Regions from separate parts of the Mus musculus genome. Here region 1 is linked to region 2. The links are chromatin contacts, called in public promoter capture Hi-C maps. All regions are on one chromosome and are shown on one strand. Each heading gives the region's core, a stretch centred on a gene start, on an enhancer-like site or on the middle of the called end of the contact. The rest is flanking DNA. Distances are from core to core; before and after follow the strand shown. Region 1 holds the start of Prmt8 (protein arginine N-methyltransferase 8). Region 2 holds the start of Cracr2a (calcium release activated channel regulator 2A).

Region 1 (5,730 bases), core at 3,194-5,693, 210 kb after region 2:
ACTCTCCCTCGGGAGAGAGGTTAAATGAGAGATCTGGGAAGGCTGCCCAGAGGAAGCAACATTTGATTTGAATCTTGCAGGTTGAGGAAGACTTTTTTCCCCCAGAGAGGAGAACGGGAAGAAGCATTTTAGATGGATGGAGGATCACAAAAGTATTCAGCATACATTCGGCTGCCTTGGAGTCTCCCATAGGGCAAGTATTCAAGGGCCTTGTTTACTATGCTAAGGACACCAGTACCCTGTAGGAAATGAGGTAGTTCCTAAGTTTTCAGAGAGCTGACCTACCACAAGCAGATTTGTCCTTTCAAAAGCTAGCCCTGCAAGGATGGGGAGGCTGGACCAGACATGGCCAGATGCTGGGAGCTAAGGTTCTAGCATGGAGATAAAGGGCCTGCATGTGCGTAGGCTGCAGAGAGTGGGAGTGGAGGCTCTACAGATGTCACAGGAAGCCCCAGCACCACACTGAAGATGTAGCTCAGTTGGTAGAGTTTGCCTAACATTCACAAAACCCTGGGTTTAATCTCCAGCACTGTGTAAATCCCACTGCAGTGGGGTCTCATGCCTAAGCACTCAGAAAGTAGAGTCAGAAAGATAAGGAGCTCAAGGCTTGCCTGGGGTATGGGAGACCCTGTCTCGAAAGAAAAAAGTGGCCCTAGGAGATTCTGGGATGGAAGACAGAGCAGGAAGTGAGGTCGGGGACTGCCCTGATGTTTCCCTACACCATACACAGATTATTGGCCACAAACTGAATCAGCTCATGAACAAGTTTAAGAGACCAAAATCAAAGGGGTGGAAGGTGTACTCAAGCCACAACGCCTCACACAGGAGGCTCCATGCCCTAGTATCTCACCTTGTTCCAGGTCTGAAGATGGTGGTCACAGTATATAGAGTCACAGCCTCAGTCTCAATACTACATGCCTCACCACCACCACTACCACCACTGCTACCACCACCACCACCAGCAGCACCACCACCTCCCTCCCCTGCCTGATAACTGCCATCCTCTCTGCCTCCCCTCCCCACCTTCCCTCCCCACTGCCTTTCCCTTCCAAAGCAATCGTCTCCTCCCACTCGCATGCACTCCCATTCACACATGGCATCTTGCTAGAAATAGCAAGAGTGGAGCAAAGAGCAATGGATTGAAAGTGAGGGCAATCCATACCCCAAGCCCGATTTAACCCGCCAGCTGGCCGGAGTCACTGCCTGACCTCAGGCTACTCTGTGGTCTCCAAGAAAATGGGAAACAAATACTAACCTTCGCTTCTCTCATAGCCTTAGTATGAGCACAGAACACAAGTAGTATGCTACCACCTGCAAGACGCAGGGAAAGATGTAACCGGGCTCTCCAGTCACAACTGTGTTCACTAATTTGTGAGCTCTTTGAGGGCAAAAGCCAGGCCACTAGGGTCTTAGAAACCTACTTTTCCGGGTACAGAGTGAGTACCTGCTAGAGACTGGACAGCAACCGTTGTCATTCCCGCCCCTCCCCCCCCCCGCCCACACACTCCACACATCCACAAGTGTGCTCTTGGTACCCCTAAGATGTGCAGGCAATGCAACCCCCTCAATACCCCACTTTGGAAGCACCACTTTGCTCTTAGCTTATTCCAAAAACAGCCTGCCCGTTCCTGGAGGAAAACCAAGCAGTAGTCACGAGGCCTGTATGCCTCACTGGGCACGTTTGACCAAGTCTGGGTTGCATCCTTTCTCCAAGGAAGTTGCTGAGAGCTGAACCTTCCCATGTTCCGCTTTGATTCATTGTCATCTAAGGGGTCTAAGACCAGCTGGGTTCTCTCTCTCTCTCTCTCTCTCTCTCTCTCTCTCTCTCTCTCTCTCTCTCTCTCTCTCTCTTCCTCCCTCCCTCCCTCCCCACTCCGTCGTCCTCCCCCCCCCCCTCCGCCCCTGCCACCACCGCTTCTACTGCTGTTTTCATTGATGCCTTGAGCAGAGCTGGCATGTGCGACTGCTGAGAAGGGGGAGCTCAGAGCAGCGGGGGAAGCGAGTAAAAATAGCCTGTCGCGCGTCGCTCTGCCTGCTCCGGACGCCTTTAACCCTCACCGAGGTGGAGAGAGCCGCAGCCGCCACTGCACACTGCGGAACGTGGCCCGGGTCTGCACTAGACCCCACACGCCAGTCCGGGTGATTGTGGACGAGGACCCACGAAAACTTTTTTTATTTTTATTTTCTATTTTTTTTTAAGACAAGTGAAGATGAGGTGGGATAGGGAAAAAGCAGGGAAGAGCTATAGCTACTGGGTTGCAGGGACTGCTACAAGCTGGCTGGCCCAACACTTCACCAGTGCGCGGCCTTGAGACTCCAAGCTATTTTTAGAAACCTGTTCCGCGGGTGGGCGATCAGAGGGCGGAGGGGGAGGGGAATGCTGAGCGTCTGGTGCTATTACTCGGTTTCAAAGACTCTGCTCCCAGGTTGGGGTGGGGAAGAGGATGGTCCAAGGAACGACATGCAGAATGGCTTTGCCCTAACTCAAGGAGAAGACATTAACTGCTGTATGCCCCTCATCTTCCAGCCCCAGATCGTGTTTGTTTCAAAATCGACAGTTGCCAGAAGCATGCTGCCTCTAGTGTCCAAGGAATGGGTATTCTTAAGCTTTGCTGCCTATACCGTGAGGCGGGGAATGAGTTGTGACCTCTAGGAAAGAAGGCCGGGAAAGGTCTTCACGTTGTTTTTGCTTTCCCGCAAGGCCTGGACAGTCTCCGCGCCACACCCCCATCTCAGCCCCACGCTGCATATGGGTTACCGTATGTGAAATGTACGGCAGCCCCACCAGACACTGGGCTATTAATAGAGCCCCGGAGTTTGCTCTGTGTCTTTTTCCTGCCACCGAATAAGGGATGATCACACACACGCCCCACTCCACCCCCACCTCGGCGCACAGTTCCTCTGTGAAGGTAAGGGGGCTGCCCATGCCGATCCCCTCCATGACTACAGGTGCCCAAAACCAGGGAAAAATCCCATTGTGATGACAGCTGGGTCAGAGCGAGGCGAAAGAACACACTTGCTCGGGACGCAAAGACCCGCTGGGCTCTCTGCAGCTCAAGGCCAACTCCGGAGTAGAGAAAGGGCAGATACGGGGCGGCCGTAAGGACTGCCGAAGACGGAGGGCAAGAGTATCATTTGCGGAGCTAGAGCGGCCTCCTTAAAAGCTGCTGCGGGACAAGTGGCCGCAGACCGGTTTCGCGCTGCAGCCCAGGGCGCACAACCCCCGCTGCTTGTGCGGGCTAAGCTGCGGCAGGCGCGGGCGCTGTCCCTGGTGCTGAATGGGGCCGCGGTCGGTGCGCCCTCCCAGGGTTCCGCTCTCCCTCGGCGCCTTAAGCACCCTAGGACTGCAGACCTCCGGCCCAGCTGTGGACTGGGGACTGCGGGGGAGGTCAGGTGCAGGTGCTTAGTACTGCCACCAGGTCGGCCCCCTAAGGCCGGGAGCTCTCCGCGGTGTTGCAGGGACCCATAGCTTGGGGACCACCTCGAGCTTGAAGGGTAAAGCCCAGGTAGCGGTGGGAGATAATCGGTGCACTGCAGGGAGCAAACCTGGCCCTAATATAACCCACTCCAGCTCTTCGTAAAGCCGGGATCCGGGATCACTATCGGAATCCTGTGCACAGGGGCAGGGGAGCCGGGCTGCCCAAGGTTTGGGACTTAGGGGAACAGGAAGGGAGCAGAGGGTGGCAGGAGAGGGTGATGGGGCTGAAAATTTAGATTTTCAAGGGGGAAAGGAACTGAGACGTGCACCGTCGCCCCCCACACACACTCCTACACTTCTCTCTCTCTCTCTCTCTCTCTCTCTCTCTCTCTCTCTCTCTCTCTCTCTCTCGGCAGGGACAAGCGGGATGGGGAAAGTTTGGCACCACGGCGTTGGTGGTGGCAGCAAGCAGCGGCGGCACACAGGGGTCCCAGTGGGAGGCAGGGTCGCTGAAAACCCCGGCCCGGTCGCCTCCTTACCTCGGTGCTTTCGACTGCATTCTCCGCCATTTTCCTCCGGAGGAGCAGGCAGCGGGAGGAGTGTTTCATGCCCATAAGAGCCAACAAGGGTTTGGGGATTCGAGATAGTAAAGAACGAGAGACGGCTGATGTGGCTTTAAAAGAGAGCCTAAGAATGCAAGAGGAGGGGGGAAAAAATCCCAGCCAGCCCCTCTCCCGGAGCGTCCTCCGCGACAATCGAGCTCTGTGGAGTCCCTCCTGCGGTCGCCACTTTGTTCACGTTTCCTCGCTCTTCATCTGCCTCGCATCCCTTCGCACACTTGCAAGTTCTGGTCGCGCTCACGACCCCCTCCGCGCCCCTCTCCCCTGCGCGGCGGGCTGGGCGGGAGGGAGGGAGGCGGCCCCGCGGGCTCGCCGGCAGAGGCAGCGGCTCCGAAGTCCGGCAGGCGGGAGGCGGACGGCAACTCTCCCAACTTCTGCCGATCGCTGGGCGAAGCAACACGCGTCCTGCTCGGCGCTCCCGGGGGCTGAGCCGGTGAGTGGGGGCGGGGTGGGAGGTGCGCGGGAGCGAGCGGGTGGCGGGGCGCTGACGGCGGAGACCCCCAGCCCGCCCCCGTGCCCGGGACCGCGGGGTCTGGGGGCCGCCTGCGCTCCGCTGCGCTCCTGGCGCGGCGCACACCTGGCGCGGGGGCTAGGGCTGCGCGCACGCTGCGGGGCCGCGCGCCAGGCTCCGGGAAGCAGGCGTCCACGAGGCTGCTGGAGGGTCTCAGCCCAGTGCAAGTCCTTCTAACGAGGGCAAGCACCGGACAAGACTCAGCCACGGTTACCAAATGTCTACGCCCCTCACCCCTCCCCAGCCCCCCCACCCGGTCGATTCCTGGATCCTTCCTGCGCGGATTACTGTTTGGGGCATGAACAGGGTGGGTGTCTGGATGGGAGGGGGAAGTCCTCAACTCCTTCAACTCTAGGTCCTCTCTATCTAGCTTTTCTTCACCCTCAGGACCCAAGACCAGAAGGCCTTCAAACCCCTCTCAGGAGGACCGGGTTGAAGTGAAGGTGGCTGCCTGAGGTGGCTTGGGAAAACAACCAGGAACAAATCAATAAAAGGGTCCGCGGTCTAGCTCCCCTACCCCTGTCTAGCCTGTCAGCCCCCACTCCCGGGGGGACACACATCTCTCCCCCTCCCCTACAGCCCCTCCCCCACCTTCACCCTCTCCTGACGTCCCTTTTATGGGAGAGAGCCGTGAGGATGTCACGTACCCATTAGGATTCTCTCGATCCTTTTTTAAGGGAGAGTTTGGGCGGCAGCGGGGGGTGTGAATTTTTATACAATGCATTCCTGTCTTCACTTTGAGAGCTTTTTTTCTCTCTTTCGGGCCATCTGTCAGGCATTGAGGGATAGAACAATGGGGGAGGGAGGCCATACTCAGGACTCTGTAGCTGGCTATCTCCGGGAAAGCTGAACCTTCAGGCTTTCTGGCCCACAGGTCAAGGTCAGGGACCGCACAGATGTGCCAGGAGCTTTCTTCCCGCTTCATCTCAGTCCTTAGTTGAGTTATTTAAACCAATCGCCCTGTTTAGTCTGATCATAGCCTTTGATAGCCAAGAAGTGTAAGAGTGACTGTCCTCAACTAACCCAGGTTCATTGAGGAAAAGGGCCAAAACCCAGCTCGGCTCACGGTGATAGATACTTCTATCAGACCAAGATCCTCAGGCAAAGAGAAGAGACATGGCCGTGAGCAGAGGTGAGGAGTAAAAAACGGGAAGAGGAGGGAGATGAGAAGGATTAAAGAA
Region 2 (6,241 bases), core at 3,497-5,996:
CAGAAGAAGATACAGCTTATACCACAAGTGCCTGAGTGCCACTTACACTGAATCTTCATGCAGAACTCCTTTCTGTTGCCTAGTTCCTGGTGTCCTAGAGAAGACAGGACTTCCTTCCACCCACTCCCACAACCTGGTTCTCCTTGCTGATCCATCATCATTTCTAACCCGTTTCTGAGTCTCCAGAGCTCCCCCACTTCACCTATACTTTCTACTCTTCCTGCATCTTCTTGAACCTGGGTCTTTGCCTCTTGCTCCCTCTCCATCCCTCTTCCTGCACCAGCTTCCTGGCCTTGGCCTCTGAACATCTGAGAGCCTCTCCCTCTGATTCTCATCTTACAGTACCCCACTAAACTAGAGTGAAGACAAACCACAAGCAGCCAACCCTTATTCTTAGCAGATGATCTTCAGACTTCCAGGGCTTGGCAAAGGCATTTACCCGTCCCGTCTGTACTCACTAAACTGTCAGGACTCAAATGCCTTCTAGATGTCATGCATGAAGGCCAGCAGGATGTAGTTCTGCTCCTCAAACACGCGTGTCCTTTGCATGAATAGCCCGCTGATGTCTTTTCAGCATGGGTGACTGCCTCTGTCCTTTTTCTAAAATTGGCTGGGTCTGGGCTGGCGGAGGCAACAAAAGGCCAACAGGAGTTTGGGTGAGCAAGGAATTCTGGGTAAGAGACACAAGGAAAGAGTAGGGCTTGGTGAGTACATGTTTTCTGGATATTCCTATTATTGTCAAGACCTGGCCGTGGCTGCCAGGCTGTTGGATTGCAGCCACTGTTTAAGGCTACAGTCTCTCCCTAAACCAAAGCTGTCTTAACAAAAAACCAGTACGTGTGGCTAGCAGCTGGGAAGGTTATGTGGCTGGAGAGCACAGCATGGATAAGTTTCATGTGGCCAAGCCCCTCTCCTTTTGCCATACCTCCCTGACTCTCTATGGCCACTGCCATACTGTGCTGCACTGTTCAGCCCTGGGGCAGACTTCGTGCAATGCTGAGTATTTGTAAAGAGAAGGCCACATCCAAGACTAACTGTCTAGTCTGCATGGTCCAATATATAATAAGAATTAGGGTCTGTTGTTCAAAAATTATTAATATTATCCAAGAATGTGATGGCAGAAAATTAAATCAAGCATCAGGTCCTTCTAATTACAGACACTATATGAGTTCATAGGTCACACTTCAATACAGCTGGCTTTGCCTAGGTCTTATTTGCCGCCCAGTAGATGCCCAGTCAAGAATAAAGAAGGTTGAGGTTAGTCGGCCTTGGATCATGAAGGCCATATAGTCATGGAGGAATCAGGGATTCTTACCTTTTTTTCATTCCAGGCTGGATATGTAGCCTAGGGTCAACTCTGCTGTGCCTCAGTTTCCTATATCTATAGGCAGAAGAGCCATCTTCGTTCCACCTCTGCTGTGGGAAAAGCAATTGTGTCCAGTGCATCGTGTGACCTCCAGATCATCCTTACGCTGGTCCTGGGCAGTTCTAGGAAGGAATGGTATCTGCAAATTAGAGACATCTCCTTAAAGGCACAGCATTTTGTCCCGAAGTGTCTACATGTTGGGATGGACCAAATGACGGCCATTAGACACAGAATCATAGAGACAGGAAGCAACATTATGTCAGACAGTTCTACATAAAGAATGTAGTCTGCCTCTAGGTGGAGATGCACCCCTGTGTCCTCCCTTAAAGGCTAAGGCATCGGGACAAGTCAGAGACCTGGTTAGGAGACTACCCCTAGGAAGGTGGTCTCACCATAAGATAATGTGTTTTTTTCCTTCCCAGAATTCCCAGCCCTCAGTATAGTCCCTTCTAACTAAGTCAGTTTGAAGTTCATTTGGCTGGCTCGGCCTGGGCTTCTAAGTCCAACTCAGAAAGGGTTCATGGTTTCCTTTTCTTCCCTTCTGTGTCTTTCATTCAGATGCTGGCAGAGGCTGAGGATGCCTTTAACTCTGAGAAGGCTTTGGGCTTCAATGCCCTTTTTTCCCCTAAAGTTCCCCTCCCTGCAATGGGCTGCTTATTTAGCTGACCAGTATGGTGGCTGTCCTTCTCCATTTTCTTCTTCTGGGCAGCTGCAGTATTTATAGCTTACCTTTCTGGAGTTTTTCTATTACAGGTTATAAACTGTTCTCATTGTCTTAGTGATGAGACTAAAACCCCAATAAGGGACTTCAATTTTCCTGATGTTGGGTGTTGTATGGTGGTTCAGCTGGGACTCTGCAAGAGTCTTTTCGGAGGAGTTAGAATGGTAGCCGGCACATAAGAATACCCAGTCAAGAATAAAGAAGGTTGAAGTTAGTCAGCCTAGGATTATGAAGGCCATATAGTCATGGAGAGCAAGTAATCAAGGGTTCTTATCTTTCTTCTATTCAAGGTTGGGTGTGTCACCTTGTTAATTGTTTGTTAATTCTTGAATTGGTAGAGAAAAGTGAATATGTTCCTGCAGCCCTAGACGGCATCAACTGATCACAGCCATTCTCACTTATTCTGTTATTCCACCTGAGAGATGATGTCTGACCGTGACCACAGGAGCACTTGGCATTGTCTAATGTGCCACTTTCCATTCTAACTCCTCCTAAAAGACACATTTGCCAGCATCCTTAAAACATCCCTCTGTAACGTTTATTTTGATTTTACTTTTAGAGTTTCATACAGGGGGACTATATTTACATCATTCCCACCCCACTCTCTTCCTCCCCCAACTCTTTTCATGTCCCCCAAGCCCCCTCCCAATGCTATGACCTCCTCTTCTTTGATGTTGTATACATGCACACACCCATACACACCAATGTGCATATAAATATGACCTGCTGCGTTCAGTTATTGTTGCTTACATGTTTGTGTGTTTAGGGCTGACCACTTGGTGTTGGATAACCTAACAGGTGGATAACTTTGTCCTTGAAGAAGTCTCATTTTCTTTATCTCCACAGCCATTCATTGCCTTGGGGCCTTGTGAGATTTCCCACTTCCGTGTTGGGATCAATTGATGTCATTGTGCAGTCTTGTTTGGGTGACTATAGTGTTAGTGTTAAGATTTCATAGGTGCAGATCCCTGTCAAATATAGAAGACACTATCTTGCAGCAGACACTCTGGTCTTCTGGATCTTACAATGCCCCCCCCCCTTCCCTCTGTGATGTTTCCCGAGCCTTAGGTCTAGGGTTAGAACTTCTATGACACAAGAATCCTTAGCCATGCACTGACAAGAGGTTCAATAACTTGCCAAGGCTGTAGCTGCCAAGATAGAGCTCACATCTGTGGGCTTCAGTCTGGGCTCTTGACTGCTAATACCTTGACCAATTAACTGATTAATAGCTCATGAAGCAGTGAGAGGCAAATGACTGCCATCCCATGAGGTGGTTGTAGGCATGGAAGCCAGCTGGAGCCTGAGAAGGAAGAGGCAGTAGTTATGAGAATGACCATGGCCATGACCTTAGGTGCCTCTGACTTGGTGTCTCTGGTCTCCGTTTTCTCCTCTGTAGAACGGAGATGAAGTGGCTTTGCATCAAGATGAGTCCTGCCGTCCCTCCTTGTCTTGGGCGGTGGTGATGAAAATGCCTCTTTTCTTAGTTTAGCTGATTGAGAAAGGTGAGCGATCCATCTGACACATCCTAGAGACCCAGATTTGCTACCTAGCTGGCTGGGTCTCAAGCTTATGTGTCATCTTGTTCCATTCCAACTCTGGGGGCTGACACAAGCAAGCCTTCTCCAGGACTGAGAAGGGAAAACCAGGGCACAGAGGAGGAGACGCTGAGGGAAGGAATGAGAGGATATTGGCCCCTTCTGAGGCTCCTGCGGTGGGGTGGGATGGTGAACTAGCCACTGGCCGGCTGCAAGCAGAAAGGATACATTGTAGTAATTGGTACCAATGAGTGTGGGTGTCTCTTTGTGATCTGGGTTTAGAGTGTGTTTCTATGTGTGTAGGGTGTGTGTGTATGGGGGCGATGGCTAATAGATAAACTTGCCAGAGGAGGACAGACCTTCTGCTGAGGGGCAGTGTTTGGGGAAAGGTCCCTAAACTGATATTTCATGGAGCCTGGATGGGTAGGTTTCCAACGGGAAAAGAAGAAAGAGGGGAATTCTGGGTAAAGATAGAGGTCTTAGCAGCCAGAAAAGGCACCTGGTATTTGCAACAGGTAGCAGCTTTGGTGCAGAGCTGTATGTTTGAGGGTCGAGTGGCGAAACTGGAAGATGAGCTTACAGCTTGGTAGGGAGCAGTGGACTCGGCTGAAGGGCTATCTTCAAGCATGGAAGTTTTTGAAGATTTATTGAATACTTTGTTTAAAGGCACGTGTTGCATGGACTTTAATTGAGCACGCATTCCTGCCCACCCTAGAATACATAAGATCAGACAAGCATCAAGAACAAAATCCCCTTGGTTTCTAAGTGCAAAGAGAGCAGCTGAAGCCGGTTTTTCAGGGTGAATGAGTTCTCTCTAGCAGGTCCACAAAGCCCAGACTGGTGCCTGGCTTTTAGTGCAAAGAGAGGCTCTGGAGACAGACTCCCTTGGCTCATTGAGCAAGGGTCCTCTAAGGCAAAGACCAGCAAAGAGGGGGCACAGGAAGTCTTGGGCTCCAGTCAGCGACGGCCCCGCCCTCGCCACCCAGACTGCAGGCTTTAGTAGTCAGTCACAAGTTGCTTCGCTAAGCTGGGACACCACGGTATGGTGTAGATCCTGGAGCGCGCGCAGTGGGGCGCTGCTGGGGCTGGACCAGCCATGCAGCCGGAGGCGGGGACAGCGGACCAGATCCGGCTGGCCGGCGAATTCCTGACAGCTGCGAGTCAGAAGGCAGGGGGACAACTCGGACAGCCGCACTGGACGCCCCTGCAGGTAATCGGAGGAAGGTCTTGGGAGGCTTCGCCCCAAACCCTCTGCTGGGCAGCAGAGAACGCACTTCCTGCAGACCAGCAAAACACAAGGAGAGGCTGGCCTGGACTGCATGCACCCTGGGACAAGCATCCCAGCCTTGGCTTCCCCAGGCCTGGTTAGGCCCTCTGCCCTGCACCCTAAAAGGGACTATAAAAGCTTAGGAGCACCAGGGTTTAGAAAGAGCCCCCATCCCCTCGGACCCTTCAGTCACACCCAGACTGTTTTACAGAGGAAACTAAGACTTTATTGGTGAAGTGACTAGAAATTCACACTGCTGGACAGCAGGGGGAGCTGCTGGGAGCCGCTGGCACGTGGGCCCAGCACAGGGGTAAGAATTGCTACCTCACAGGGAAATAAACTCAGAGAGACAGTTAAAAAAAAAAAAAAAAAAAAAAAAAAAGACCAAAAACTTCCCAGAGCAGAGGGAGAGATGAGGTGGAGGGATCCTGGGGTGTAGCTTCCTCCTGATCCCCATTTGTCCTGTGATCTGGCTGTATGACTCAATGACCTTGTGCTGTATCTGTCCCAGATGTGGTGTGTGTGTGTGTGTGTGTGTGTGTGTGTGTGTGTGTGTGCGCGTGTGTATTGTGTGTAAGCACATACGTGTGTACCACATAATTGTGTACCAGAGCACAGTGATGTCTACCCTTGATTTCAGGAAAGTCTCACAATCCACACGTCTTCCCACTAACCACACAACCCCTAAAGGGAACCTGCCCAGTTTGCCTCTGTGGAGGAAACCAGGGATCCCTACTGTATTAGCCTTTGACTTCAGAAGGCAGAAAGTGTCAATGAGTGGCTGTCTACAAAGGTGACAGGCCAAGAGGTAGAACCTGATTGGCACATCGCATAAGGTGGTGAGTCCCTTATTTCTGGAAGAAGCTGGTACATAAGAAGTAGTGTTATCAGTGATGCAGGCAAAGGGGTGTGCAGCCAGGACAGTGTGTCCACACAAAGTCAGAGTTCAGTTTGAGGGGTCAGGTTCATGGCCCTCTTTAGGAGGAATGAATATGCATGTCCTTATGGATAATAGTCGTCTATGAAAGCTACCCTACAATGTTTTGTCTGGGGATGCTAAAAAAAAAAAAAAAGAAATTAAAAAATAAAGAGGTGTGACCCAGAGGTCCCTTGGCTTTTCTGAAATATTACACTGCGATGCTCGGGGGGTCTGGAGGAGGTGGTGCTGTTCCTTCTGGAAGGAGCGGGGCAGGCATGACAAGCCAGATGTGGCCTTCAGATCTTGAGGAAGAAGCTAAGTGTGGATGCTCTTGGAGGGACACCTCTTGAAGTTGTGCTGAAGAACCAGGGGATGTAATGGCAGGCTCGATGCATTAAGGGGCAGTGCCTGGGGCAGAGGGCAAGAGGGCCTT

The links. Promoter capture Hi-C pulls out the DNA fragments that hold promoters and counts their contacts.
Region 1: a contact with region 2 is called in a promoter capture Hi-C map of hippocampal neurons, with 7 times the contacts expected there. The contact joins the promoter of Prmt8 here to the promoter of Cracr2a in region 2. A contact is called at or near these places in 9 of 39 promoter capture datasets (the 3T3-L1 cell line, 3T3-L1-derived adipocytes, cranial neural crest and 6 more), 1 of 15 datasets of contacts at CTCF or cohesin (the NIH/3T3 cell line), 3 of 484 Hi-C or Micro-C datasets (cerebral cortex, embryonic stem cells and nephron progenitors) and 6 of 115 datasets of contacts at active chromatin or transcription factors (embryonic forebrain, embryonic hindbrain, embryonic midbrain and 3 more).

What each region holds. Positions count from the first base shown.
Region 1 is chr6:127,764,716-127,770,445 of GRCm38.p6, forward strand. Prmt8 (protein arginine N-methyltransferase 8) reads right to left here and starts at 4,444. Exons shown (of 10, transcript NM_201371.2): 1 at 3,958-4,444. The coding sequence starts at 4,032.
Region 2 is chr6:127,556,590-127,562,830 of GRCm38.p6, forward strand. It overlaps Cracr2a (calcium release activated channel regulator 2A), which reads left to right and starts at 4,747. Exons shown (of 19, transcript NM_001368877.1): 1 at 4,747-4,832.